Regions from separate parts of the Xenopus laevis genome. Here region 1 is linked to region 2. The links are chromatin contacts, called in public Hi-C maps. All regions are on one chromosome and are shown on one strand. The core of a region is the stretch at or near the end of the contact, and the rest is flanking DNA. Distances in the headings are between cores, read along the strand shown. Region 1 has its middle 20 kb from the start of bcdin3d.L. Region 2 has its middle 15 kb from the start of LOC121399663.

The links. A called contact is a pair of places that touch in the nucleus more often than the background predicts.
Region 1: a contact with region 2 is called in a Hi-C map of animal cap, with 4 times the contacts expected there. A contact is called at or near these places in 3 of 4 Hi-C or Micro-C datasets (the XL177 cell line, the XTC cell line and animal cap).

What each region holds. Positions count from the first base shown.
Region 1 is chr2L:156,477,784-156,483,466 of Xenopus_laevis_v10.1, reverse strand. No RefSeq gene overlaps it. Among protein-coding and RNA genes, the nearest start is that of bcdin3d.L, 20 kb to the left of the region's middle.
Region 2 is chr2L:156,407,846-156,412,771 of Xenopus_laevis_v10.1, reverse strand. No RefSeq gene overlaps it. Among protein-coding and RNA genes, the nearest start is that of LOC121399663, 15 kb to the right of the region's middle.

The DNA of each region.
Region 1 (5,683 bases), core at 32-2,531, 71 kb before region 2:
TCTTTTGCAATTCTGATCACCCTGCTTCCTCCTTACTCCACACTGGTTCTACTGTAATAATTGAATGGAATTCTAAACATTGAGTAATCATGTGCACGAAGCATCACACTATTAAGAAGGCTCATGGTACAGTCCTGTACAGGTCTGGTTAGCAGTCCTGTGTTGGACCTACTGCTGAGCCCTAACCCAACCTGCACGCTCCACCCGATATGTTCCTCTAACCATAGCTTCTACCCAACTCGGCTTTAAAATAATTCACATACATTTCAACTCAGCACCAGTAAAACCAGAAGTGATATCACTCTGGTGCCAGATCAGCAAAGTAATGGAAAAAAATGCTAAAAACACAGGGGACGGTGCACCTTAGCAGGATAGCCAGGCGTGTTACCCAGTTACTTTCTGCCTAAACCCCGACCACTTTATTATTTCTACCAAAGAACATGTGTGAAATAAGACTTTTGACTCGATCTGCAGAAACCTGTTGTGTACAAGGAAATATTTACCAGTTTGTTTTGTAATTCTTCAGGAAGTGTACTTTCCAAAAATATATGGTTTTATGGAGGCAACTTACTAATATGGGCTTTTACAACTCATAAAACAAGGGTGGTTTGTTTTGTTTACAGGGTTTCTTACACACCAGGTATCCTATATCCTAGTCCTATGTATATTGGTATCAAACTGTTGAGGTGCTTTGTGGTATTCATATTTATATAATAAAGAAAATGTGAGAAGGAAAATGAGAGGACTTTGTCTTGAGTCTATTTTCAGACATAAATCCTGCAAACTTTAGCAAAAATATATTATTGCAGTGGAAAGACATTAACCAGTTTTTAATTTTGCTGTACATTTGTAGCAATATTCCTCGAACTTTATGTGCAGAACTTGATAAAAACCCGAAGACAAATCACTGCATTTGCTGTTTTTCAGATCTGGACAAGGCATTTTCATTTACACATTTTACTTGGTCAAGAGTCAGTTGTGCTGTGCATTGTAATGCAGGAATGCAGCCGAACAGCTCAAGATATAAGGAAGTCGACTGCTGGCGTCATTTGGGGTGGTCATACCACTATAAACTATGTGCCCATTCTCACAAATCAGAACGAGATTTGTAAATACTTTGGAGTTTGTAAATACTTCTCTGGGTCTGAAAGTCAGAATTCAACAGATACCTGTCTTTCATACCCCTGGGAGGAATCTTCAGCATGGCTTATATCTATGGAATGAAGAGGGATCAGGGAACTGGTTTGGTCAGTTGATGCCTTAGGTAAAGCCTAAGCCTAAAGGCATTCTGGTTTCAATGCTTCCATAGAAAGTGGCAGAGAACAGGGGCAGGGAGACCTTTTCCTGTTTCCCTGGGTAACAAAGCAAAGGCTGCTTGTTATTTTCATCAGGGAGGTCGCCTCCTGGGAACCAGTTATATACATTATGCGAATGGAATTCTTAGCATGTGTCAGGTAGCACCACACGCCTAAAAAGTAAACGCCAAACTGTGTGCTCTCAACTACTGTACATGTCTCTGAAAATTCCTACAGCTACCAGCAACCTCTGCTGGCTCAGGCATTCTGTCCTGACAGCCGAGGATGTGCTTATTACCTCTCTATACCCCATTTCGTACTCATCATCATTTATTTATATAGCGCTGACAGGTTACACAGTGCTTAACCTTAGTTGTAACAAACAGGGGATAAATGGGGGATAACAAACAAGGCTTTACAGAGTACAATAGGATTAGAGGGGCCTACGTGCGAGAGTTTATTGACTAAAGGTTACTGGACAATTGAGATATTTGGATTATAGAAACAATTTTGTGATTCATGATACAGCAATGATTGATTAATTAAGGTACATTGAATAAGCTTCTTTAAACAGGTGGGTCTTTAAGAAGCATTTGAAAGTTCGGAAAGAAGGAGAAAGTCTGACAGCTCGAGGCAGAGAGTTCCAGAGAAAAGAGGCCTTAGAGAAGTCTTGTAGTACTCAAATCAACAGGCTTGCAAGTCACAGAGTCAGCTGTCTGATGACAAATAAATGGCAGGTATGAGATCTATTATCAGGAATGCTTGAGATCTATGATTTTCCAGACAGTGGGGATAATTTATCAACACTGGGCATATTTGCCCATGGGCAGTAAGACATATCAACCAATCAGTGATTGGCTTTCTTCAGCCAGTTGCAGGTAGAACCATGAGTGCAACAATTTGATTGGTTGCCATGGCAAATTGGCCCAGTGTTGATAAATGACCCCCATTTGTCTTTCCATAACTCATGACATCATGCCATAAGTCTACTAACAAAACATTAAAGGGGTTGTTCACCTTTGCGTTAACTTTTAGTATGATGAAGAGAGTGATATTCATCATCATCATCATCATCATCATCATAATTTATTTATATAGCGCCGACAAGATACACAGTGCTTTACCTTAGTTATAACAAACAGGGAATAAATGGTGGATAACAAACAAGGGTTTGTTATCCATCATTTACAAACAAATGGCCCCCTGCATTGATTTGAATAGGAGACTGGGATATGACTAGGAGAGGATCTGAATAGAAAGATGAGTAATAAAAAGTAGCAATAACAATACATTTGTAGCTTTACAGAGCATTTGTTTTTAGATGGGTCAGAGTCAGAAGTAAAAGGCAAATAATTCAAAAGCTGTACAAAAAAATAATGAAGACCAATTGAAAAGTTGCATGGAATGGGCTATTGTAAAGGTGAACCACCCCTTTAAAACATTAAAAACCACCAAAGGGTTGCACCGATATGGATTTATGCATCTTAAGGTGGTCATAGACACAAAGATCCGCTCGTTTGGCGATATTGCCAAACGAGCGGATCTTTCCCCGATATGCCATTAACAAGCATGTCTATATCGGGGGTAGTCTGAACGTTCGGCCATATGGCCGAACGATCCGATTACGATGCGAAATGGGCTCCGGCTGGATTGGTCGGGTCAAAATCAAACCTGTCCAATCAACCAAACGACCGATCTCCGCCGGACGAAAGATGTCGGCACTCTCCACACACGATCCAAAAATCGGCACATCTGGTCTCTATGAGAATTGACCATTGTAGTATCTACTTTACTTTGCACATAAGCCACCCAAACACTTGTAGCCAGCAAATAGAAATGATCCTTATATTTGTACTGGAAAAGAGGTGGTTCACCTTGAAGTTAACTTTTAGTATATTATAGAATGACCAATTCCAAGCACTTTTCAATTGGTCTTTGCAACATTTATATTTTATAGTTTTTGAATGATTCCCCTTCTTCTGACTCTTTCCACCTTTCAAATCTAAACTGACCCCATCTAAAAAGTAATGTTCTGTATAGCTCCACATTTATTGTTATTGCTACTTTTGATTACTCATCTTTCTATCCAGGCCTCCCTTATTTATATTCCAGTCCCTTATTCAAATCAGTGCATAGTTGCTAGGGTAATTTGGACCCTAGCAACCAGATTGCTGAAACTGCAAACTGGAGAGCTGCTGAATAAAAAGCTAAAAAAAACTCAAAAACTGCACATAATAAAAAATGAAAACTAATTTCAAGTTGTCTCAGAATATCACTCTCTACATCATACTAAAAAGTAAATTCAAAGGTGAACAACCCCTTTGATGAAAACAACTATTTTGTTGCCCGGGGTTCCATTACTAGTGTAATAATTTATGAATATGTATTTGTCCTATGTTTGTCTGAACCCCACGGCATCTACTTAGTCCTTAATCCCACTCTAAACTGTACAAGTAAGGAACATGTCATACCTGTTGCTTTGTGTGTTCAATCCAAGAGCTGGGTTAGTAAAAGCCGTGGGAGAGCAGAGAGCTGTATCGGTAGAGAGCTTGTGTAGTTCCCATCCTCAGGCCAATGCATATCCTTAAAGCAGCAAAGTAGATCAGTCAGTGGCACCAGTGAATATAACATTTCAACGTTCTCATAGAAATATGCACATAAGGTTCACTGGAAATATATATATATATATATATATATACCTCTTTATGTATTACCTCGGGCATTATTTGATTGATATTGTACAATGCTCGACAGCCAAAAAGAAATCCATGATTATTATACTATCAAGCCACCAATCCAAAGCCACAAAGTTACACCTTGCTGCCAATCAAAATTGACAGAAAAAAAATATTTTGTTATGGTGCAGGCAATTGAAGTCAGCTCCACTCTGCTGCCACTGATTATGTATGTATTTATGTATATATATATATATATATATATATATATATATATATAAAATCATAGCTAAACATGATCAGATGGGTTGCTTTTGAAGAACAATAAAGCACAGTCATTTTCTCTCTATATCACATGATGTTGAAGTCATTATTAAAGATTATCGAACCATAGGAAAATCAGTGTTAAAGGGGGTTGTTTACCTTTGAGTTAACTTTTAGTATGACGTAGGGAGTAATATTCTGAGACACTTTGCAATTGGTTTTCATCTTTTATTATTTGCGGTTTTTGAGTCATTTAGCTTTTTATTCAGCAGCTCTCCAGTTTGCTATTTCAGCAATCTGGTTTCTAGGATGCAAATGACTCTAGCAACCAGACATTGATTTGAATAAGAGAATATGAATAACAGATGAACTGAATAGAAAGATGAGTAGTAAATAGTAGCAATAATAATGTGTTATTTAGATAGCATCTGTTTTCAAAATGGCAACCATGTATTGATTTGAATAAGAGACTGGAATATGATTAGGAGACACATGGATAGACGAGTAATCAAAAATAGCAATAACAATAAATGTGTAGCTATACAGAACATTTCTTTTTAGATGGGGTCAGTGACCCCCATTTGAAAGCAATAAGAGTCAAAAGAAGAAGGCAAATAATTCTAAAATGATTACAAAAATAATGAAGGCCAATTGAAAAGTTGCTTAGAATTGGCCATTCAACTTAAAGGTGAACCACCCTTGTCACTTATGGCAATCATATATGAAAACTATTTTATTATTGATACATGTACTAGCTGCAGTGTCCCTTAGTTAGGGTTGTTTCGGGATCAGTCATTGACAAATTCCACTGATCTGATTGACTGATTCACAGGTTATTGGCCAAGAGAACCCATTATCTGCACTAATGGGGGTCCTAGCTTTAAATAGCTTTTAAAGTTCTGGGTAGTCAAGTGTGGGGCAATAACACCAGCAGCCTGTAACACAGACTGTTGCTGGCTTTTGAGGCAGTTTTTATGTAACATAGAAAAGGGAGAATTGTTTCATACTTACCGTAATTCTCCTTTCCTGGTCACTCTCCATATCAGCAATACACCCGGGAGGCCCCTCCCATTCCTGCCCCTAGCTCAGATAGTCCCTCCCTCTCTAGACTTAAAAGGCACCCCAGATACTCACCTCCTTGTCTAATACCAAGTTTACACTTCTAGGGTGGGAAATGCTGATATGGAGAGTGACCAGGAAAGGAGAATTACGGTAAGTATGAAACAATTCTCCCTTTTCCTGGTCACTCCATATCAGCAATACACCTGGATTTACCAAGCCATAACTTAAGAAGGGTGGGAAGAACCAAAACTCCAACTCCAATACTGCAAAAAATATATTTTATTTTAAGAGACAAATGCAAGTTGAGTTCCTAGACGCCCTAGACGAATGAGCCTTTAAACCTTCCGGAGCTAGCTTGCCTTGAGACTCATATGCTTTTGATATACA
Region 2 (4,926 bases), core at 317-2,816:
CTAGCTATCTATCTAGCTATCATGTCCATCTACATATCTATCAGTCATCTAGCTATTTATCTATCTATCTCTCTGTCTCTCTTTCTGTCAGTCAAGATCACTATATAGCTAGCTATCATGTCTATATACATATTTATCATTTGTTTATTCTATCAATCATCTATCAATTATCTATCTATTAAAGCCAGGCCAGACTGGCCAGACGCCCTAGGCAACCTGGCCGGCGAGGCGCCGGCTAAGCATGCGCCTGCGCAAGTTGTCTGTCTATCTTTCATCATAAGACAGGTTTAGATATTAAATCGGAGCTCACCCTTACTGTGCAGCGTCTCTACCTTCAGTCGCAGCTCTCGCGGGATCCTCCTCACCTCGTAGAGGAGGTAACTTCAATACACAGATTTACCCCGTTTCACGGCGCAGAGCGAAGGAATCACAGGAGACGGTATTGCTCAAATATCTTGCGGCTTTATTTGGCACATCGAGTGGGATTCTAGCAGTGGGTTGGTGTGGAAAAACCTTTTTCCACACCAACCCACTGCTAGAATCCCACTCGATGTGCCAAATAAAGCCGCAAGATATTTGAGCAATACCGTCTCCTGTGATTCCTTCGCTCTGCGCCGTGAAACGGGGTAAATCTGTGTATCTTTCATCATGTCCATCTACATATCTATCAGTCATCTATCTATTTATCTGTCTGTCTGTCTGTCTGTCTGTCTCGATCACTAGCTAGCTATCATGTCTATATACCTATCTATCAATCACCTATTCTATCAATGATCTATCTATCTATCTATCATCTATCTATCTATCTATCTATCTATCTATCTATCTACCTACAGTGTATATATACATATAGTAACAACTAATGGCTATTTTTAGAATACTACAAATATTTGGGAGATAAACCTTTGGGTAAGCAAGCACTGAGTGAAATGTACTGCCAGTATAACTATATACAAATGAGCTGGAATTCATAATGAAATGAAATGACAGGACTGGCCAGACCAGGAGGGATTTGTGCAGGCAGCCTGCTCTAGTACAGTGATCCCCAACCAGTAGCTCATGAGTAACATGTTGCTCTCCAACCCCTTGGATGTTGCTCTCAAAGCAGGTGCTTATTTTTGAATTCCAGGCTTGGAGGCAAGTTTTGGTTGTATAAAAATCAGGTGCACTGCCAAACAGAGCCTCAATGTAGTTTGACAGTCCACATAGGGGCTACCAAATGGCCAATCACAGCACTTATTTGGCACCCCAAGAACGTTTTTCATGCTAGTGTAGCTCCCCAACTCCTTTTACTTCTGAATGTTGCTCACAGGTTTAAAAGGTCAGGGATCCCTATTTTCTATAAAAGGCGGCATATTTAGTAGCCCTCTGCACAAATTGCCTTAATTACCTTTAATACGGGCCAGTGCTGTGGATCAGATTGTATTTTCCTATATATAAAACCAAACGTAATTTTGCAAAGTAAAGGCTAATGCTGTTTATTTAGGAATTACCCTGATCTTCATACCCTTCTCAGTTTCTTCAGAGGAATCTGGGAACTTTACATTTTAAAACACTCTCCCTCCAGCTGGGGCCCCCACCCGACACTCCATTGTCCTGACTCACAGGAGAAGCAAACGCCCCACAAACACATAGATTGTATACAGTAGATTGTATATAGTAGATTGTATACAGTAGATTGTATACAGTAGATTGTATATAGTAGATTGTATACAGTAGATTGTATACAGTAGATTGTATATAGTAGATTGTATACAGTAGATTGTATACAGTAGACTGTATACAGTAGAAGGATGCTGCTGGAATCTCACAAGTGACTTGTACACCGGAGCCTAGCTTATTTAACAGCCAGACAGCACAAAGGACCATGTTGTAGCAAAGAATATCCCAACAATGAGAGTAATATATGCTTGAATGAAAGAGGTGTGTTGCAGCTGACACATTTGTAGGAGTAAATCCTATAATATGTAACATATTAGTCATTTACTATATGCTCATTGTCTTATTATTTCAGAAAAAAGCTTTCTTCGTAAAAAGGCACACTATAATACAGTTATATAAAGGTCCTTTAGGTGGGTCCTAAACCCCGCACAGACCAGTGATCAGACAGTTGAGACAGAAATGGCCAAATTGCATGAGGTACTGGGTCTGTGTACAGTCTTTGGTTAATGGAAAGCAGCAGTGGACAAAGCTCTCCAAATTAATATTATCATTATTAACATGTATTTATAAAACACCAACATATTCTGCAGTGTTGTACAATACATTAAACATACAAGAAAACATACAAAATAACCAGTAATCAATACTAACAGTAAAGAGGGGCCCTTTCCAAAAGAGCTTACAATCAAAAATGCTGCTATCCTAGTTGTGTCTAGCAGGTGCACACACTGTAGTCATTATTAGTGTTTATATTGTTGAGTGATACTGTGCTTCCAGCAGAGTGAGCCCTTCTCATTCCTTCTGCACCACACCCCTACTAATCTCTGTGTGCTTGTATTGACTGCTACACCTATCTGATACTGTCTGCCGTCCTATTATATACTTACTGACAGTATTGTCCCACGTTCACAACAAATGGGTGCAGAAACCCAAGTCGTATTAACTTACGAGAAGATGAGCTAAATTAACCAATTCAATGTTAACCTGCTTCACTCCTAATGAACTACAGGTATATGCTTTATTAGGCATAGACATATACATACACTAAGCAGTCCATTTGCTAAAGTGTGATATAGGGGGATAATGGCTTATGCCAAACATAAAGAAGAAAAGAATGGCAGAGAGGTATTATCTGTAATTGCAGATTGTTGGACACACATATATATTATCTGTTGGATTAGTGATAAGCAGTGTTGGACTGGAGTGTCCTGAGCCCACCGGCTCCCACGAGTCCCCCCTCCCAACTTCTGCACAGACCTTCCCACAAGGGCAACTGGTCTCCTGGCCATCCTCAGCGACGTGTCTCTTTTACCTTCTTTACCTGTCGCTGTGATGAGGGGGAGGGGGGGGCAGGGAAGGGTTTCCAGAGTCTAGGGAGAGTGGGCTTGGGTCAGTGGGGCATATGAAGTCTGTGCCCACCTGTTTTTTACCATCCCAGTCCAACCATAGTTATAAGTATTGGCTCCAGTTCCTATCTCTTCCTGAAAAGCAGCTTTATTCGAAAAAATCTCACAAAGCTGCATGCAAAAGAAATACAAAGTTGGTTTTAACTGAAATATATTGCAGGTATGGGATCCCTTATCTGGAAACCTGCTATCCAGGAATGCACTGAATTACAGGAAGGCCACCTCTGTCAGAACCCATATAAAGCAAATACTTCTCATTTTTAATGAATGATTTTCCTTTTCTCTGTTCTAATAAAACGGTACCTTGTACTTGATGGTATCTAAGCTCCATATTGGTGGCATAACCACTAAAAAATTGGGTTTATTTAATGTTTAAATGATTTAAATGATGGTGATACAAATTACAAAAAGATCATAATCTGGAAAACCCCAGGTCCCAGGTGTTCCGGATAATAGATCATATACCTGTATTAGTGAATACTTTGATAGTAAGTCATAGAAAAGGACAATAATTGATAACCGGTATTAATAGTTTGGCTGCAATTACATTTGACGGTGCATGTATAAATTGGTAATGACCAACTTATCTAATAAACTACTCCTCTAGTGTTTCCCTTTGTAGTGTCGTAAAGAAAGAGTTCTAGCTCAATATGGAGTTGACCCAAAGGGTGTCAAAACATTTACAATATGAAACAACTCTACAATTACTTGTTATGATCGCATAGATAACCCTGTCTATCACAAGACGAGTTTGATGCATTGCACTCTGTAGCAAACATGGGAAATGTGTATGTCCACAATAAAATGTACAACCTTAATGGCCACTGAGCTACAATTAATTTGATGGAACTTCAGTCAATGGAAGGTTTCAAAAGGTACAAAAATGTCTGTGTGACTGGCCAAGTGGATGCCAAGTAACTGACACATTTGTTAGTAGTTGTGGTCTAATGAGGGAATTAGAGTTGGTTCATTGTGCCTGAGTTGCTTTCTTGGGGCAGTTAATCACTGTTGTAATTCTGCTTATCTTACCCTTGTCTTAATACCATAATCATCAGTCATAAATGACCAATTATTGGTAAATGGTCAGTGATAACAGGAAACAGCCACTTGACTGAACTTTGATGGGTGCACGAATCATCTGCTCCTCCAATTATCCTTGCCAGAACTGTGCCAGCCTGACCTGAAGGTGACCATAAATGTGTTGGGTCATAAAAGACCACATAGAGTGTAAGTACAAGAGTGAGCCCCTTAGTGTTAATAGTGCTGCTCCAGCAGAATTCTGCACCGAAATCCATTTCTCAAAAGAGCAAACAGATTTTTTTTATATTCAATTTTGAAATCTGACATGGGGCTAGACATTTTGTCTATTTCCCAGCTGCCCCAAGTCATGTGACTTATGCTCTGATAAACTTCAATCACTCTTTACTGCTGTACTGTAAGCTGGAGTGTTATCACCCCCCTCCACTTTCCCCCCCAGCAGCCAAACAAAAAAACAATGTGAAGGTAACCAGATAGCAGCTCCCTAACACAAGATAACAGCTGCCTGGTAGATGTAAGAACAACACTCAATAGTAAAAACCCATGTCTCACTGAGACACATTCAGTTACATTGAGAAGGAAAAACATCAGCCTGCCAGAAAGCATTTCTCTCCTAAAGTGCAGGCACAAGTCACATGACCAGGGGCAGCTGGGAAATTGACAAAATGTCTAGCCCCATGTCAGATTTCAAAATTGAATATAAAAAAATCTGTTTGCTCTTTTGAGAAATGGATTTCAGTGCAGAATTCTGCTGGTGTAGCACTATTAACTGATGCGTTTTGAAAAAAACATGTTTTCTGATGACAGCATCCCTTTAAGG